2 separate regions of the Rattus norvegicus genome follow, and region 2 is linked to region 1. The links are chromatin contacts, called in public Hi-C maps. All regions are on one chromosome and are shown on one strand. Each heading gives the region's core, a stretch centred on a gene start, on an enhancer-like site or on the middle of the called end of the contact. The rest is flanking DNA. Distances are from core to core; before and after follow the strand shown. Region 1 holds the start of Ltbp4 (latent transforming growth factor beta binding protein 4). Region 2 overlaps Sptbn4 (spectrin, beta, non-erythrocytic 4).

What was found. A called contact is a pair of places that touch in the nucleus more often than the background predicts.
Region 2: a Hi-C map of liver shows a contact between it and region 1, with 4 times the contacts expected there. The contact joins the enhancer-like site here to the promoter of Ltbp4 in region 1. A contact is called at or near these places in 9 of 12 Hi-C or Micro-C datasets (the A7r5 cell line, the Rat2 cell line, frontal cortex and 4 more).

The regions. Positions count from the first base shown.
Region 1 is chr1:91,756,978-91,762,924 of GRCr8, forward strand. Ltbp4 (latent transforming growth factor beta binding protein 4) reads right to left here and starts at 2,830. Exons shown (of 33, transcript NM_001170336.1): 1 at 2,688-2,830; 2 at 765-823; 3 at 501-639; 4 at 1-77. The coding sequence starts at 2,830.
Region 2 is chr1:91,826,889-91,832,396 of GRCr8, forward strand. It overlaps Sptbn4 (spectrin, beta, non-erythrocytic 4), which reads right to left. Exons shown (of 36, transcript NM_001100845.2): 14 at 3,310-4,243; 15 at 1,806-1,943. Among named protein-coding and RNA genes, the nearest start is that of Sptbn4, 35 kb to the right of the region's middle. Within about 2 kb of position 3,568, at least 6 of the 93 cell types and tissues checked have an H3K27ac peak or open chromatin away from gene starts, as enhancers often do. A contact at or near this core is called in hepatocytes and liver, where this site is marked.

The DNA.
Region 1 (5,947 bases), core at 1,580-4,079:
GCCTTCTTTTCAGCAATGCCCGGGCCCACGGCCCTCGGGGCCGCCTTTGCCTCAGCAGAGCTCGGGCCTCCTGCAAACTAGGCGGAAGGGGGTAGAAGAGGCTGTCACCACTATTAAATTGGCCTCCTCACCTCAAGAAAAAAGCCTCCTAAGCCAGGAGTGGGTTTGCCCAACATTGCCCCCAGCCCTTTTATGGGAAGCAAGGCTTGGAATATCTTTAGAAAAAAATACTTTCAGAGAAAAGACTATGGAAGTTAAAAAAAAAAAAGTATGGAAAGAGAGGCGATATGAGATGGATGGGAAGGAAAAAGTGGGTGGGGCATGGAGACAGAAACAGATCAAGAAGCAAAGACCCAATGATTCAGACAGGCAAGGAAAAGAATAAAAAGAAACATAGGCAATGGGTTAATAGTGAAAGACCAGTGTGTGTGTGTGTGTGTGTGTGTGTGTGTGTGTGTGTGTGTATGTGTGTGTTGGAAGGGAAGGAATTATATGCTTACGTCAGTGGCTGCCAGTTGAGGGATACCTGTCTCTTCTCCACCGGACTGCGGCTGGGGCTGGGCACCGAAGGTGTTGGGGTCAGGCACCCCTGTTGATCTGTACACCTGCCGGGTGGGCAGCTCCGGACCCTGCAGGAAGCTTCAGAGACAATCAGGGATTCAGTAGAGAAGCGGGGCTGAACCTCTATCTAGCTGTTCAATTTGAATGAGGCTGGGGAAAGAGTCCTCTCATCCCTCACCCATACCCCACCTGGAAGAACGCACCTCGGGTGCAGTGGCTACTCCTAGGTGTCTGGGCTAAGCAGCAACGACAGGCAGCAGCACTGTAACAGGAGGGGAGAACTGTTCAGGTCTCAGAACTCCCCCAAAGGAGGGGGGCGGGCTGGAGAACAGAGGAGAAACCAAGACTCAAGGGAATTTCAAGCAGGTAGATAACTTCACCTGAGGCATGCCTGTGCAACTAGAGGAGGCAGACTGGCTTAGACTCTCAGGAGTAAAGGCTTATCTTTCATAACTTATGAAATTGCTATCACCATCACCATCGACAGATTCTCATTCTGTAGCTCTGGTTGGCCTCAAACTCATTCTGAGACGAGGTCAAGCATGGCTGCTCTACACTGTACTGTGTAGCCCAGGCAGCCCTCAGACTCCGGACAATTCTCCTTGCTTCATTCTCCTCTAAAGCTAAAGTTACATACGTAAGCCACCACGCCAGGCTTAAAATCATTTCAAGAAACTTTCAAAGGAGAGGTCTAAGTGAACCTACAAGCCAGGACTGTCTAGGATCTAGAACTCCGCCCACTAATTCGACGAGAGTTGGGGCTCACACGCTATCCTAAAAGTGGCCGGTAGGTGGCGCCACATACACAGACCTCGGCGGCTGTGCACTGCGGTGTCGCCTTAGACTTCGGGTCCAGCACAGTGCTGAGGTGGTAGGGATACCGAAGTCCAGGATTGGGAATCCTGAGGCTTGACTTCTATCCAATTCCCGCCTTTCTAGGATGTACGTTCTCGGACCAGTGTCTCCTGGTCCTTGAACTTCAATGTCAGAGAGGAAAGGGTCTTTTCCGGATATGTCTCCGCGCCACAGGGTCTCAGCGGCGACCCTTCAGCGGTACTGCCAGAGCGTCGAAACCCTGGGGCCCCCCAGACAAGTCCATTATCCCCAAATTAAAGGGGGGTGAGGGATGATGGTGCACGTCCAGGCCCAGAGAGAAAAATTTTAGACGTTGCCGAGAAAGGAAATCTAATGCCCGAATCCATTCTAGATGAGTGAGGCATAGAGGGGGCGCAGGCTGCCCCGGGGAAGCCTCCGAGACCCTCGAATCCTGTCCTCATCCCTCCCGCTTTTCCTCCAGGTTAACCCCTTCCCAGCCCCGCCCCCGGCGCGGCTCGGGTTACTAAACGCATTCCCAGAGACCCAGGCGGGGAGCGGGAGCGGAGCCCACGGCCTTTGTAACGGAGCGCAGAGCTGCCAGGAGCAGGGCTGGGGTGCTAGGCAGATCATCTCCACTCATCCTGTCATCCGCAGACGAGATAGGGGCCTATAAACACGGAAATTTATAAACTATCCTGGATCTTACCACCAAATCACTGGTAATTCATTCAATTCTGATGAGCTCTGATCTCAGAAAACTTAGAAGCATCAAAAAACCCGAGGATCTCCCTGCACAGGTTTCCCCCCATCCCTTTTCCAGGAACCTATTTGCGTCTTCCTAATCTATTAGAAGAACCCAGAAGTCTTTTCCAATCAATCCAGCGCCCCTAGAAACCCAGAACACGGCAACTTTTCTTTAAGATCTTACCACGCACGGCCTTCCGGCACCTTTTTAAAAAATACTCAAGAAACCTAGGGAGCTGGAGGCTAGTTCAAGGGCCCCACCCATCTGTTATTCTAAGAAAACTCGAAGTCTTACCCGGTATCTCTTCCCCCAATAAATTCGGGGGTTGGCTGGAGCCTATCCATCCGTACCACCACCCTGAAAGGACCTCCGCTTCACTTTCTCAGCGCACCTCGAATTCTAACGACTGCAAAGTAGGGGCTCCTAGTAGCTCCAAGAGCTTTGGCCTCATCCTCCTACCAAGAGCAGTTGCTTTGTAGTCTCCTAAACCTGAAGGTCTTGCTCCTGCCGGACCACCAGACTTACTGGGTGCAGCACGAGGAAGAAGAGGCTGCAGTGGGCTTACCCGGCCTGGTGGCCCGGGACCACCGCGTCCTCGACGGCCTGGATAGGGCTGGGACTGGAACTGGGGCCGCTAGCAGATGTGGCGGCTGGGAGCAGCAGCAGGAGGAGGAGGGGGCAGTGGCAGCCGAGGCCAGGCCGGCGCATCGTGTCGGGTGCAGAGTCCGGCTCCGGGAGGGCAATGTGTCCAGTGGGTCCGGATCGGCCTGGCCCCGGTCCCGCCCCCACCCCCGCCCCTGCCAGAGGCCGACTCACTTTCTCCACCGTGCTAGCCTGGGGCTGTGAAACTTCCCGCCAATCAGAGCCCTGCACTGTCAGCGCTCCGGGTGAGGCCAATCGGTAGGCGACATGGGAGGGGCTAGACGGACAGGTGCCGGGCGGGGTTGCCCGAGCGGGGAGTTCTCCTGGAGGTGGGAGGATTTTAGGAGCCAAGTACTGACTGCCCCAGTCTCTCTTGAGTAGAAGCCCCAAGTGACACAAGTGGTTACCACGAGATGGATGTGAAGGGGGCCCAGGCTCTCTCAGCTGGATTTCCGCTAGCAGGCCTCACCCCTCGCTCAGTGCTGGCGGCTCTGTCAGAATGTAGCTGTCTGTCTAATGGATCTGATAGATTCCCCAGTACCCTCTTCCCAGAGACCAGACTCTGCTGAGTCAGTCGTGGTGTCTCTCCCCAGAGTGAGTTCCAGGCCAGCCTGGGCTACATAATGAGACCCTCCTTCTTCCTCAGCCACGCCAAATCTTGAAGTAACCAGAATTTAGTATTGGAGTGCTGTTCTTACCCCCGAACCAGGTGCCATCCCTGTGGCCCACATCAAGCCTTCCAGAAAGATGGTCCTGTCCATTGTTTTAGCCTCAGCATCTGCAAAAACTTGTCTTTCCCAAGTTCTACCCTTCTGTGAATCCAGGCTACGCCCTTGACCAGACAACTCCCAGAGGACTCCACGGCTCTGCCCCTCCCACACGCTTCTCTGCCTTGGTCCCTAGAAGATACCAGAAGCCCCTCCCTGCCTGACTCCTAAAAGTCTCCCCCAACAACCCTTACAAACTTAAAGTAATAAGCCTTTGTCATTAGAAACCTCTAATCTCCCCTTTCTGGGCAAGGGGAAGCACAGGCCACAGGAGACACTAAGCCCACCTGCCCCCGTTTAGTGGGCTCCAGGCTTCAAGCCCTGCCCACAACCTCCAAACTCAGAGGGTCTCGGCCCAACCCCTTCCCTTAACTATAGTCCCCTAAAGTCAGCACTAGAGAGGGAGAACCAGGCAAGCTCCAGGTCGGCTTGCTCGAATAGCAAATTCTAAGCCGTCTTGGGTGCATAGCAAGGACCTGTAATCAAACAGAACCTCAAGTTCCCGCCCTGTTTCCTCCACTTTACAAACCTCTAGTGCTTCCAGCAGCGAGAAATGGAATAAACTCTCCCTTAGAATCCCAAACCCCGCTCTTCCCGTGATGTTCCACTTCTGGGTTTGGAACATCATCTCTCAACAGTTCGATCGTTTTGTGCCCACCCCCCTCGAGTTTGCTTGGAATTGTTCTTGGACTTCTGTTCCTCCCATGTTTGAGGATTGCATGTGCCCGCCATACACCAGACAGCTTTGTTGACTAAAGCGTTAGCCCCGCCCCCAGACATTGTGGGGTTCCAACCGTAAAAGGTAACTGGGCCTTAGACCCTAACTGTTCCAGATTCACAGCATCCAGTTCTTTCCCCTAGAAGGTATACAGGGCACACACCCCATCCCTGCTTGCGATGAGCCACACGGAAGACTCACTCGCACAGCCCCTTCACACCATCACTGCCACCTACAGCAATGCACGCCTCCATCCCACGCTGACACCCAGAAATCAGGGCCTACCCACTGTCCAGGGTTATATGAGCCCCAGGAGCAGTACTGTTGGCAGTCAGGACTCATTCGCGGCTGTTCGTGGGCTGACCTAGAGCAATGGTGGAGTGCCCAGTTTTGCCCATTAACTGTGCTTATGCCTCTGTCTTTGTGTGCCCCCTCCCCTCCAAGGCCCTGCTCACAAGGCCCTATGGGACACCGTGTCCCTCACTTGTCTCCCCACTCCCCACATCCTACCCTGTGGCTGGAGCATTTGCTGGGGGTGCTGCCGAAATTTCTCCCTTCTGCCCAGGATCCAGGGCATCGTCAATGCTCGTTGCTAGGCAACAGCCTCTGGCTCACCACTGCAACTTCCGGGGATGGCAGGGATGAAACTGGCTGCCCTTCCCCCTTGAATTTGGAGTCTCCCGTTTTTCGTTTCTTATTTTTTTTCTTTTTTCTTTTTCCTTTTCCACATAAGTGATCAGCAGAGAGTTTTCTCTTCGTTTCTTATTTATGTTATCCCCCGGATTCTAGTAGGATCTCAGCACTTTATAACCCTCTGGAGCTCTGGGTCATAGCACTCCAGAAGCTTCTCCACATTGTCCTTTCTCCCATACACTATTTTTTTCTCCAGTATTGAAAACCACTTCAATTTAACAATACACCCTGTTTCTTCAAGAATCATGACTGTTCTAGAACCTGGGTTCTTTGGCATAGAAAAAAAATGACCTCGGTGTTTTAGATCTGGGATCATTATGAAGCACCCCCACAGTTTAGATTTTTCTGACATTCGGTCTCCTACGTCCTCTTCAGAATCCCTACCGTTCACACATCCCCCAGGACGTAGTGTTCCGACTGTCCTGGGATGTAAAAAGAAATAGTTTGGGGCTCATAGACAGTCCAGAACACCCAGGTCACTCACCCTTTGGCCCTACCACTTGTGTCCTGAATGCTCTGGCAATCCTAAATTCTATGCCACTTTTGGTTTGTTTTGGGTTTTGGGTTTGGGGTTTTTTTTGTTTGTTTGTTTGGTTGGTTTGATTTTTGTTGTTGTTGTCATCGTTGTTGTTGTTGTTGTTGTTGTTGTTGTTGTTGTTTTGAGGAGTGTTTCATGTAACCCTCAAACTCGCTATGTAACCGAGGCTGACCTTGAACTCCTGATCCTCCCACTGTGACATGGATTTCCTCTTCTCTTTGCGTCTCAGAGGGTCTGGGTTTATTTCTGCGTTCTCTAATTCATTCCTAGTAAAGTGTCAGCAGGTTGGTTGGTTGGTTGGTTTGGTTTGGTTTTTGAGACCAGATTTTTCACACTGTGCGACCCTGGCTAGCCTGAAACTTATCATGTAGATCAGGCTACCCTTGTACTGGGAAAGATCCACCTGCCTCTGCCTCTCAGTCTCTCTGCCTCTCTGCCTCCCACGTGCTGAGCAGACAGGCATACAC
Region 2 (5,508 bases), core at 2,318-4,817, 71 kb after region 1:
CCTTGAAACCCTGTGCTCCAGTTCCTTCTGCCCCAGCCCCCTCTATACCACGAGGGCTGGACTGAACTTTAATTCTGAGGACTCCTGTCTTCATGCCCCAGACCTTCCTTCCTACACTGGCAGGACTTCTGTTTCAGAAGGGAAGACAGCAACTTGTCATTTGTTTTTTTTTTTTTTTTTTTTTTTTTTCCGGAGCTGGGGACCGAACCCAGGGCCTTGCGCTTCCTAGGTAAGCGCTCTACCACTGAGCTAAATCCCCAGCCCGTGTCATTTGTTTTTAAATGATTCTGTGTTCTGTGTATTCTGGGGCTGAAAGAGATGCTTAGGGGGGTGAAGATGGCATTTGCCACCAAGCCTGGTGACCCGAGCTCTGACCCTGGGATCTAGATGATGGTAGAGGAGAAAATGAGGACTGCAATTGGCTTCTGACCTCCACATGCACAACACATACACACACAGGCACACTTGTGTGCATGCACACACAGAGGGGCGGGGAGGAGAAAGAATCTAATTTTTCTGAAGGCTCCACTGTGGAAACCGAGCGGGAGATAAAAGAGTAACTATAAAGTACTTAGGAATCCCGTCATGATGGTACACTCCTGCACTCCTAGCACGTGGGAGACAGAGTCCAGCCTTGTCATACAGAAAGTTCAAGACAAGCCTAGATTACAGGAGACCTTCTCTCAGAAGTAACAAGGAAGCATGACGTGGCGGAACACATCTTAATCACATCCTTGGGAGGCAGAGGCAGGCAGATCTCTGAGTTCGAAGTGAGGCCAGCCTGGTCTACATAGCAAGTTCCAGGACAGCCAGGGTTACATAGTGAAACTCTGACTTAGATAGATAGATAGATAGATAGATAGATAGATAGATAGATAGATAGATGATAGATAGATGATAAATAGATAATTTAAGAATGGAGCAGTTATGGTGGCACAGGCCTGTAATCCTGGTACCTGGGAGGTGGAGAAAGAGGATCAAGAGTTCAAGGACAGGCTGGAGAGATGGCTCAGGGGTTAAGAGCACTGACAGCTCGTCCAGAGGTCCTGAGTTCAATTCCCAGCAACCACATGGTGGCTTACAACCATCTGTAATGGGATCCGACGCCCTCTTCTGGTGTGTCTGAAGTCAGCTACAGTGTACTTACATATAATAAATAAACAAATCTTAAAAAAAAGAGTGTTCAAGGACATCCTCAGCTAGTGAGTTCAAGGCCAGCCTGAGCAACAGCAGTCCTTGTCTGAAGAAACCAAAGTCATAGACACATAAATAAGACACCTGAAACAAGATAAAATGCATCAGAAAACTCCTGGCCAGTAATAGCACCACATAAATTCTTTCTGGACAAACCAGTGAACAGCCAACAAAACCAGCTGCATCCTCAGCTCATCAAAACCAACACTGAGTGTATGTACCTTCTTCTCAAATTGTCGTTTAGACTGATGGCTCAATGGTTACGAACTCGGATTACTCTCACAAAGGAGCCTAGTGGCATCCCCAGCACCCACACTGGGCAGCTTACAATCACCTGTAACTCCAGGTCCATGGTATCCAACACGTTCCTCTGGCCTCTACAGGTACAGCATCCAATACGCGCACGCACACACACACACACACACACACACACACACACACACACTAAAAACGCAATAAAGATACTTTTCAAATAAAGATTTTCCTGATCTACAAAGTGCCCATTAACACCTCAGGAGGGCTGAAATCGTACACCTCTGGCTTTCGCAGTGCAGTGGAGAAGAGAGAGAAGGCGCTAACAGGAAGAACTTCCTGCACCAGGACCCACCTACCTGCTGTTGAGATGGTCCTGACAGGAGCGCACCTCATCGGAGCTGGGGTGACCTCCTTCCACCAACTCCTGAACTGTTTGGTTCACATCCAAGACTCGGCCCATTAGGCTGTTCATTTCCTGGTCCAGACTTTCAAATCTGCAGAAGAGGAAGAGGGTGAGAGGTCAGAGGTCTGGACTCTCCAGAGTGAGCTCGCTTCTTTAGTTGTAGGTCCCTATGCCATTTCCCAAGTTCCTTTGCAGGAATCCCTCTCCCTTTTTTTCTTACTCTTTTGTTGGCTTTTGGTTTTGTTTGTTTGTTTTTGTTTGTTTGTTTGTTTTCTTTGGCTTTTTTGTTTTGTTTTATTTTGTTTGTTTTCTTTTGAGTTTTTTGCTTGTATGTTTTGGTCTGTCTGTCTGTCTGTTTTATTATTGCTTGTTTTGGTTTTGTGGCTGGTGGAAGTGAAGCCTGGTGTAGCACATGCAGCCCAAGGCTGACCTCAAACTCCCCAAGTAGCTGAGGATGACTTTGAACTCAGAAATGCATGCAACCCTGACCAGTTTTTCTATGGGTCACTGTAAGGTTAGATTGTTCAACATCCCACCCTTGTCCTTTAGACCTGCTATCACACTGTCCCTGGGTCGCAGCGTCCATTCTCACAGCCTGGAGCTTCTCCTCTGAACACATGACACCCCCATCTCCGTGTCCAGTCTCAATCTGTCTTCAACCTTATGGGCAGCTGTATACATCCATGGCACTCTCATACCTACTGACTCACACAGCCCTTCACACCTCCCTCCTAGTTAGTCTTCCTCTGAATCCGCAGCTCAGGGACAGCTCCGAACAACTCCAAGGCCAAGACCTCTGACCCCTGGATGACTGCCCCAGACCATGATCCCACATGGTCTATATCAAATCAGCCTCCTGCTCTGCCCCCCAACTTAGCTGCTTCTCTGTGTCTCCAGCTCCACTGTCATATCCTTCAACCTGCCCTCTACATATATATATATGTTGGGCCAGGATTTTTGAGACAAGGTCTCACTATGTAGCCCTAGCTGTCTTGCAAGTCACTATGTAGACCAGGCTGGCCTCCAATTCACATCGATCTGCCTGCCTGTGGTGGGAGCCACCTCACTGTCTAGGGAGATGACATCTGTCTTAACGGGAGTCCCATGCATGGCCCAGGTTGGAGGGGCCTGTAGAAAACTTGGGTCCATATGTGTTCTGTGAATATAAAGTGCGTAACGGCAGAAAATGGTTTCGAGAGGTTCTGCACCCAGCAAGTATTTGCGAGGTGTCTCACATCTGTGAACTCATTTCCTGCTCACCATAAGCTTGAGACATGGACAATGAATGATGCCTACTCCATTTGACAGATGGGCAAATCGAGGTCCAGAGTGTGAAGCCGATGAAGCCCAAAGTGAAGGAGAAAGCTGGGATTGCCCCCATGAGAACCTGTGAGCCAAAGCATGAGAAGTTGGGAGGGTGAGCAAGGGACCCTGGGGACTTCCACGGGTGCGCTCACCGGTGCTGCACCACCTCAACGTCGTCGAGGGAGTCGGGCACACGCATGGCCAGCAGCCACTGCTCTTTCTCTCCGATCCACAACTCGCAGGCATGCACCTCTCCAAACATGCGGTACACCGCGAGCGCGTCCCGAAGCCACTGTCGTCTCAGCGCGGCCACCTCGGTCACCTCCGCGAACAACTGTTCTGCTTCCACCACGCGCACCTGCAGCGCCACCACCAGCGGCCCGGCGCCACTGGCTCCTCCCAGTGTTGCCAGCTGACGCCTCAGGCCACCCACAGGGCCACGGTGCGCTTCCACCTCCCCGGTGAGAGCTCGGTGCTGGCGCGCCAGGCGACGGCTGGACGCTTCGTCGTGACCGAAATCTCCGGCGGCTGCCAGACGATACGCGTCGCGAAGCCAGTCCAGGAGCCCGTCCAGGTCGGCGCCAAACTGGTGCAACGCCCGTGCCTCCTGCAGCCTCCGTTCCCGGCGCGCAGCCGCCTCTTCCAGTCGCTGCCAGCGGCGCCGAGCGCTAGCCGCGCGCTCCGCCAGACCAGCCAAGTGCAAGGGCTCGGCGCCGGGGCCCACGGAGCCGCCCGCCGCAGCCAGCTCCTCTCCACGTCGCAGCGCCTGCTGCAGTAGCGCCCGCCGGCCGCCCAGTTCGCCCTGCAAGATCTTGTGCTGCGCCAGCAGGCGAGCGGTGCTGGACAGGTCGTGCGCGCCTCCCGCCGTGCCCGCCGCGCCACCACTGCCGCTCGTGGCCTCTAGGAGGCGCTCCTTGTCCCGTGCCCAGCTCTCCGCCTCCTCCAGCTCCTGCAGCAGCGCCCACAGGCTCCGAGAGGCTTCCAGCTCCGCGCGCCGCCGCGCCGCCTGCTCCTGCAGCTCCGACAGACAACCGTGCACGTGGTTCACACGGTTGCAAATGACCTGAGGGTCGCAGGGTTGGTAGCCTGGGACAGGGGAAGAAGAGGGTAGGAAGAGATGCCAGCCCATGCCACCCCCTCCTCAGGCTTCCCAGACACCCCAAGCTTAGAGCAAGCACTTTCCTCCTCACCATCTACCTCAGCCTTCCTTCCATGGAACACCACCACCAGTGTAGTCTTCCTCTAGGTTAACTGTTCCCTGCGGGCAGGTAAGGGCCGTCTCCTTCATTAATACATTTCCACACCATTCCACAGTGAAGGGGGCGACTTGCCTCTCAAATGCTGGGATGAAAGGCAGGCTCCACCGTGTCTGTCCCATAAACTTTATTCCTCAAATGTTACGACTTTCACCTAGGTCCCTAATCCGTAAGTACGTAACTGTGACATTTATTTAACAGATCACAGTCAGCTTCTCTTCGATGGAGCTAATGTAGTCAGTAGCACGCGCCTGTAATTCCAGAGCTTGGAAAGTGGAGGTAGCAGGATTGCATGTTTGAGGCCAACCTGGACGTCATAGCAAGGTCTCTGTCTAAAACCTTAAAGCAGGGCTGGAAAAATGGCTTAGCCATTAAGAGCAGTGGCCGCTCTTCCAGAGGACCTGAGTTGGATTCCCAGGACCCATGTGCTGACCCACAACTGACTGTAACTCCAGCTAGATGGTATTCAATACCTATTCTGGCCTCCACGGGCACCCGTTCTCACACAGGTACACACACACACACACACACACACACACACACACACACACACACACTAATCTTTAATAATAAGCCAAGTAGCCCAGCTAATCAGGGAACTGCCTGAGTTACAGAGTGAGTTCAATGCTAGCCCCGAGAAAATTAGTGAGGCCCTGTGTCAAAATAAAATAAAATAAAAAGAGGATAAAACATAAAAAAGACAAGCCCATAGCTCAGCATTAAAATATCAGGTCAGAGGCCAGCTGTGAGCAACTGGGGGCCAGCTAAACAGTAGACCACCTGCTTAGCATGGCCAAAGCCATAGGTCCAATCCCCAGTACTAAAAAATGGGGCAGGGTTGATCAAGAAATCATGTTCTGGAGCTGGAGAGATGACTCAGAGGTTAAGAGCACTGGCTGCTGTTCCAAAGGTCCTGAGTTCAATTCCCAGCAACCACATGGTGGCTCACAACCATCTGTAATGAGATCTGGTGCCCTCTTCTGGCGTGCAGGCATACATGCAGGCAGAACATTGAATACTTAATAAATACATGAATTTTAAATAAAAAAGAAATCATGTTCTGGATCAGTAGTACATCATCACCATGGCAACACA